2 separate regions of the Zea mays genome follow, and region 1 is linked to region 2. Evidence: chromatin contacts called from public Hi-C data. All regions are on one chromosome and are shown on one strand. Each heading gives the region's core, a stretch centred on a gene start, on an enhancer-like site or on the middle of the called end of the contact. The rest is flanking DNA. Distances are from core to core; before and after follow the strand shown.

Evidence for each region. Hi-C and Micro-C count contacts between places; a contact is called where the count stands out from the background.
Region 1: a contact with region 2 is called in a Hi-C map of leaf, with 5 times the contacts expected there. The contact joins the promoter of LOC542654 here to the promoter of LOC542016 in region 2. A contact is called at or near these places in 3 of 25 Hi-C or Micro-C datasets (ear, endosperm and leaf).

What each region holds. Positions count from the first base shown.
Region 1 is chr5:179,696,056-179,700,068 of Zm-B73-REFERENCE-NAM-5.0, forward strand. It overlaps LOC542654 (nucleosome/chromatin assembly factor A104), which reads left to right and starts at 2,731. Exons shown (of 10, transcript NM_001112178.2): 1 at 2,731-2,962; 2 at 3,652-3,774; 3 at 3,885-3,935. The coding sequence starts at 2,831.
Region 2 is chr5:179,529,037-179,532,843 of Zm-B73-REFERENCE-NAM-5.0, forward strand. LOC542016 (somatic embryogenesis receptor-like kinase 2) reads right to left here and starts at 1,691. Exons shown (of 11, transcript NM_001111663.2): 1 at 1,391-1,691; 2 at 299-431; 3 at 139-210. The coding sequence starts at 1,484.

The DNA.
Region 1 (4,013 bases), core at 1,481-3,980, 170 kb after region 2:
ATCGCTTTCTTCTTTCTCATTCTTTCTTGTGATTAATACTCAATTGGGCAAGAGACACCAATTGTGTGGTGGTCCTTGCGGGGAAGTTTCGTTCCCGGTTGATTTGAGAAGAGAAAGCTCACTCGGTCCGAGGGACCGTTTGAGAGAGGGAAGGGGTTGAAAAAGACCCGGCCTTTGTGGCCTCCTCAACGGGGAGTAGGTTTGCGAGAACCGAACCTCGGTAAAACAAATCCGCGTGTCACACTTCTTATTTGCTTGCGATTTGTTTTCCACCCTCTCTCGCGGACTCGATTATATTTCTAACGCTAACTCGACTTGTAGTTGTGATTATTTTTGAGAATTTCAGTTTCGCCCTATTCACCCCCCTCTAGGCGACTTTCACCTACACTAGCACACTACGCAAGAATACCAGGTTATCAGATCAATTTAAAAATTGTGCCCAAAAAAGCACATTCCATTAGAGGCGACTCGTGTCAGTCACTCACCTCAGGCATGAAGACGCCGAGCATGCGGCATCCAATCTGCTCTCGTCGGCCGCTGAACCTGCGGTAGCCCATGCGAGCAACCCTGATCAAGACAGAGTAGTCGGGGCGGGGGGTGACATCTTTGGCGCGAACCCCAGGGGCATGTGGAGGGGCGAAGCAGGCGGGGGAGGGGGGACAACGTCTCGGGCATGAGACACAATGGAGAACGCGGAGCATGCACTTAGGGGCGAGGACGACGTAGGCATCTCGGCGCGTGTGTGGGTGTGGATGGTAGGCGGACGACGTCTTAGGCATAAACCCCAGGGACGCGCGGAGGGGGTGGAGCAGATCGAGGAGAAGGGACGCCAAGGCCGGGAGGACGGACGACGACTGTTGCGCGACGGGGTGTTCCTGATGTTGGGTGGTGGGGTGAGGGGGGCAGGGGCACAGTGGGAATTGACCTTTCTTTCGCAAAGCATGGCATGGAGAGGGGAGAGGAAGGGAGCTCGGATAACCGGAGATGGGGTTGAGGATGACGATGGTGACGTCGAACACGAAGTGTGTCGCCTTGCTACTCAAGGACGATAGGTACCCCATTGATCCTCCTTACGGGCCCATGGCCTACACGAGAGGGGAGAGGAAGGGATCTCAGATCCGGTGTCTCGGGGGAGGTGGGAGTCCCACCGTTAGGCATTTTGCGCTTGGAGACGGGGTGGAGGATGATGGTGGCGACGTCGGGGTATGGTGAGGACGGGTGACGCTGTCCCGCACCATCCCGCGCAGCCGCTCCAGCGCCTCCTGTCTCATCTCCAACGGCTGATTGGTAGCATCTCATATTCTCCACCGCTTGTGGCTCGGCTCAGCGGGACGCAAAGGAAACGGGGAGGAAGGAGGCTAGAGGCTCACTTGGCGGAGATCACGGGCAGGGCGTGGGCGGACACAAGGAACTAGAGGAGGCACAAGATTGGTGGGGGTGAGGATCGCAGGAGTGGGGCATGGCATACTTGTGGACACCCACGTTACATCCTTATAGAGTAGTAGAGAAGTGACTAATCTTTAGTCACTTTTATTTTAGCTCATTAGATGCAAACATGCCCTTATCGACGAGTATATATACTGGAAAGTTTTAAACATGATAGTATAAATAAAATAAGTATAAATTAATTATTTTTCTATAAAAAGCTGTGAAAACAATCCAAACCTGATGGAAAGCATGCACATCCCCATTAGGGCACGACCGAGCATATCTGGGAGACTGATGCGGCAACACACATGACAGGAGTGGCTAGGAGCGGTGCGGCTTCACATGCGACGTGCATGACTTGCGGGGTGACGCGTGACCATGAAATCCTATGACTATGAGAATTTAATTTATAACATACATCTGACTCCAACAATTTAATCTAGAACTTCCATCTAATTGTAAGAAATCAATCTAGATTGAACATATTTATTAAACCATGAGTTTAGAGCAGATAAAAAAAATGACGTACCATGTTTCTTGATTGAGCGAACAGAGACAAAACCTGCCATATAGGACAATTCACAAGGTTTAGGGTTTAGACTTTGAATTCTCCTATTAGTAACAAAGGCGCTAGTAAGATATAGAACGCTTATTATACATTCACTTCTCACGGTGGCATAAACACAAAGAGACAATATTAGTTTTTATGGTTTCCACTGTCATCGTTATCCCCCAATTTAAATGGTAAAATTAAGCCCAAATAGATATTAGAATCATGTTTATTGGCTACAAACCTACATTCACACTCAACTAACCAACAAAACATACATATCTTTGTATTTTATATTCTATATTAAGTATAAATGGAAACCATAGCAATGTATGGATACTTTGCTATTTGGTATTAACCCCACAATCCTCTGTAGGGTTTAACAAGTAGTAGGAACTCATTGGATGAAAATATATAAAGAAACGTTTTAAATATGGTAATATAAGTACAATAAGTAAAAGGAAAACTAAATCGGGTATCCAATTGTCTCATTCCTACGTTCCCTACACAGCTGCACTGTCACTTATGGGTCCGAAGCCGCCGAACGCACAATGACAAGCATAAGCCGGGCCGCACCTAATCCTTAGGGTTAGGGTTTTAGAAAACCCCCATGGGAGTGGACAGTCCCGCACCGATCCGACGGCCCGGCCCACCCGAAGCCGACCCAATACTCCACGAGCGCGAATCTCAGCACCTCCCTATATAATAGAGCTCGCGCGGGCACCACTGCCTTCTCCCAGCTCCGCCTCCCTTTCCTACCTTCTTCCCTCCGTCTCCCAGCTCGCGCAGGCAGGCGACACAGCGACGCTAAAAACCCTAGAGCGAGGAGGCGTGCCAGGCCAGCGGTTTGCGATGACGGCACCGGCGGACAAGGGGAAGAAGGCCAAGACCGATGCCGACGGCGGCGAGGAGAACGAGCAAATCGACGGCGCCCTTGTCTTCTCCATCGAGAAGCTCCAGGAGATTCAGGACGAGCTCGAGAAGGTCAGCCGCAAGCCTCTTCTTCCTATCCTTCGTGCGGTGTGATGGGTTATGGGTGGTTGGTACTGTTGGATTTGGTAGTGGGGTTTGGGTAGGACCGTAGGAGCGTAAGGTTGTGTTTTGGTATGCTGGAATTGTCCGGCACTGAGCAGTATCGGTTCAGTTGTTGCTAGTTCTGTTCGGGCACTGTGCCAATTGTGCCGCTGGAGGTTGGAGGACGGAATTATAGTGACAGTGTGTAGCTAGAGCGTAGGAGGCTTGTGTCCTGGCTGATACGTAAGGTGCTTCTGGTGGCTGAACTCAGTAACTTTTATTATATTACAGTTTTTTATAGCGTTATAAAACATGTCTAGTTTAGTCACAGCATATGGTAGGTGATTTTGATGTGGATACTGTGGAGTTTTTTATGCTCGAGGCAGGGGTTGGTTCCTGTGGAAGTTTTTATGCTGCATTTATAATCAAAATTAAGCAACGCAGATCATGTGTTCAAAAACACTTGGTACCTTGCGCGCTCTGTTACTCCATGTCACCCATCCATGGCATACATACGAGTCGATTTTTTGTTGAAAAAGGATGTCTTTTTAAGACAAGCCCATCATTGGTCCGAGCTATACTATTTACTATGGAAATTTTATGAATGAAATGAAACATAGCACTGCCATGCTTATGATACCTTTGTTCATTGCTGACAGGTTAATGAGGAAGCAAGTGACAAGGTTATGGAGGTGGAGCAGAAATACAGTGAGATTCGCAGACCTGTCTATCTCAAGAGGGGTGACATTATCAAGACCATCCCGGACTTTTGGCTCACAGCGGTTTGTAGGCTACTCTGTGCTATACAAATGTGTCTTTCTGCAATTCTGCTGGAAGTGTTTATGGATGCGTGCGATTCTAATTTGTTGTGTTATGTGCTGTTGACCTACAGTTTTTGAGCCATCCTCTACTAAGTGAGCTTCTGACTGAAGAGGATCAGAAGGTATTCTATACCTCAAACAATTTACTTCCCAATCCCTTGAAATTATGAATATTGAATTGAAGCAACAGAAACCTTTTG
Region 2 (3,807 bases), core at 441-2,940:
TACTTTATGATTGGTTCTATTTTTTAGAAGGGGTTACTGGAGCACTTCTCTTAAAATAATTGTTCTGAAGGTGCACACAAGAGGCAGAAAACCCACATCTTAAAACTGTCGGAAAAAATCAACGCATGCAGAACTTACAAATATTGGAGATTTTTCAGCTGGCCAAGTTGTGGCACTAGAACGCCAGATAATTGTGCATTTCCAAGGTCACTGTGAAAGGGGGTACACTTAGAACCAGTAGGAGAACATCATTAACACTTTTGATACGAATATATGAGAGCTTTTTTCATCAACTTACACTCTGATAACACTGTTATCGTTGTTACACGTAACATGGAACCATGTACATGGATTAACAAGAGTGGGATCCCAACTCTGCAAGACATTGTTAGCATCTTTCAAGCTCTGACGCAGGCTGTACAGGGCATCACCTGTGGACAAAAGGTAACATTATCAGCAGCAAGTATATTCCCAGTTAAGATGAACAAACAGATAAGAACTTTTATCGGTGATGAGCTTGTATGCAAAATATTTAGAAAAGGAATGGCTGACTAGGGAAAAAACATTGTGATTGAGATTTCCAAAACAAGTAAGGTAAGAAACCATTAGTCAGGAAGTTCCAAAAACAGGGATTAGTATTTATAACTGTTGGCCCCATCCATTGTTAGTACAACAGTGTCCGACGTTCTTCTATTCATGGTACACCATGGGGACACATCCTTCAAAATTACACTGTTCAATTACCATCTGTGGAGAGAGAGAGAGAGAGAGAGAGAGAGAGAGAGAGAGATGCTCAATAACATCCCGATCGCAGAACTAGCAAAACTTTTTTTTTTCACCAGCTGAAAGAGCCGGTCAAACAATCGCACCTCAAAGTCAACATTTGCAATCCATATGAACACCTTGATTCTGGAGGACGGTATTAGCAATTCCTCTTTTTATACAAACAAACTAGGCCAAGCGCGGTGGTCTGTATCTGCATCTCTATTGGAAGTAGACCTAACGATGGACTGAACGCCCAAACGAGAAAAGTATAAGGCATAACGAAAGAACTGCATCCGCCGAACAAAAAGTCTACGGTTTCCTCGAGATCAACGGAACGCGGCTTGCTCGTTCCTCTGACCCATCCAGGCAGAGCTATAACGAAACGTATATGCTATATGCACAAACAGCAAATATCCCCCAAATACATCACCGCAACCGGAAGCAAGAGCTAGAGGACCAGGCAATATACTTAGTACAAGAGCATCAACCGAAGCAAGTAAAAGAATCAAGCTCGTATGCTCCATCTCAGCCGTACAGATTTCAAACTAGGGACAAATCCGAACCGGGGAACGCATGGGTTACTAGGAGTCGGTTACTAGTGCGTATGAGAACAGGCAGGACTCACCCTCGGTGTTGGCGACGACCCGTCCCGGCCCGAGCAGCACCGCGACCGCAAGGACCACCGCCCACCACCTCCCAGCCGACGCCGACGCCGCCATTCCAACTCGAGCGCCAAGCGGGCCCCACCACCTCACCGGCGCATGGGCGCGCGGATCCCCCCACCGCTGGTGCGCCTAAGGCCCGAGCTGCACGGTGCTACCCGATCTGCCGCGCCGCCGCCGACCTCTCCCTCCTGAACTCCTCCTCCGGTCCTCCCACTCCTCTCTCTCTCTCTCTGGCGGATGGAAGGGTGATTTTTTTTTCTTTTCCGGGACGAATTCTCTGTAGCTCGAAAGTCGAAACCGAGTCCGGCTGTGCCTGTGCGCGTGTGTATATGTGTGTATGTCGCGACCTAAATTGTTCTTCTACTCCGCGGTGGGACCGTCGCCCTACGCTCGCGGAAGAAGGGGCGCCCCACCGCAGGACGTCACCGACGTGCGGGACCAGTGATCTCTCCGGCCCACGTGGAAGTGAGAGTGCTACCCGGTTGCGGGCGCAGGCGGCGTGCTCTCGGTCTCGGGGGGAGTGGGGTGGGTGACTTGATGGAAGTAGTGTAGTGGGGAGGAGGAGGGAGGGGAGCAGGGGGGACGTGCTGGCCCCGCCGCGGCGGGCATCTGCTGACATGGCGGCGTGCGGGCGCTGGCCGCTGGGGATCTCGTGGACGCGGTCCTCGGTACGCCCGGTCTCGTCATTCTCGAGTGATGGTGTCGATTCGTACAGCTCTCCACCACTGCATCGATTGGGAAAATCATCACGTTTGCTTTGATCCGTCCGTGGAACGGACACACCGGCTCACGATGATGGCCCGTCCTCTTCTCGTGATTGGATTTCTAACGGTGAGGGTAAAAAGAGGCGAAGGGCCCCGTTGTTCTAGTATTGATTGAGCATTATTGGGGCTGAACTAATGTTTGATTACAATAAAACAAAGGGCAAACCGGAGATCCGAGCTGTACCGTACACTGGCAGGCGGCAGTAGTGTTGTGTTGCTTAGAGAAGTTTAATAATAAAGGTTATTTTTTACTCTAACTCCTTGCCATGTTAAGTTGTTGGCTCGGAGATGAATTTTTTGTATTTTTCTCTTTCATTCTTTTGTCTTGAAACTCGTGTAGCACATAGCTCTTGCACGATAGCACACTCCATCTACTTTTTGATGACTCTTTTTCACATAAGTAAAAATGTCACTTTATCTATTTTTTATGTCTCTCTTCTATAAAAGTAAAATTGTCATGTAAGCCGACTTAGAACCCAATATTGTACGACTCTTACAGTGCAGTGCAGCAGGTTTCGCGGCAAAGGTTAGTTAGGGTCCGGATCCCGAGAGACGTGTAAAAGTGAAAACGCAGGGGCAACAGCACCACCAGCACACAAACAAGTCCGTGGAACACTGCGCGGTGGGCCCCGCCTCCGCACAAGGCCAGCTGGAGAACAGGCAGAGGGCCCGCTCCCGTCCGTGGGCCGGGTCTACAGCTCCGCGGGCGCAGAAAAAGCCAGCGCCGGCATGGGCCCGCCTGTCCGGCTGTCGTTCCCAGCGCGCCAGCCAATGGGACGCCGCAAACGCAGGGTCGGAGTTGAGACTCGAGAGGAGAACAAAAAAGGTGTCCGTGCCGTGTTGGGTACTTGTACACACAATTCAAACGTGCGGTACTTTCCGTTCTCGTGTAGTGGTCGCGTGTGCGTTCCTCTGATGGGCCATGCGTACCGAAACCGGTCAAAATATTGGACCGCCCCGCGGTCGGTCTACACTTCTACACGCTCTGGTCTTCCTCCGAGCCTCGAGCCTGTAACGACCACGGTGACCAGCGGGTACGCGTGAATTTTAAAGTGCTGCTAAATCACAATATAATACAGTAGGTGCGTTCAAAAACTGTGTCTTACTATATTTATTGTACCAATCAAAACATTAAATAAATTAAATTGACCAATTATCTAGTCTTTTGTCTCGAGTATAGAGCCAAGACGCAGTATCTTCATCAAGATATGTGTCTTGATTATTTTTTACATTTACCTTCCTAGACAGAAGACACACATCAAGACACTTATTATGCATGTCCTTATGTGTTCGGTAAATTCTTTAGAGGCACGTTCGCTGAATTCCGGTGAGCCCGAGATCTAGGCATCACATCCTAGGTGTATCGTAGTATATGGTAGTTGAAGTTTTTTTTATTTTGTTTTTTTGTCTCTAAAGATGGAAATTTCTTGCCCGTGGAAGACCGAAAAGTCAACGTGTGTGCCCTCGTCGAGAATGGCAGCTGTGTCGCAAAAAAAGTCATCTTCAAGAGCTGCAGTCCAATAGCACCTTCATGTGACTGCGATGTGATGATGCGCGATAGCACAAAGGAAAAATGGTTGGCGTCGCCATCAATACTCGTGATCATCTCCTCG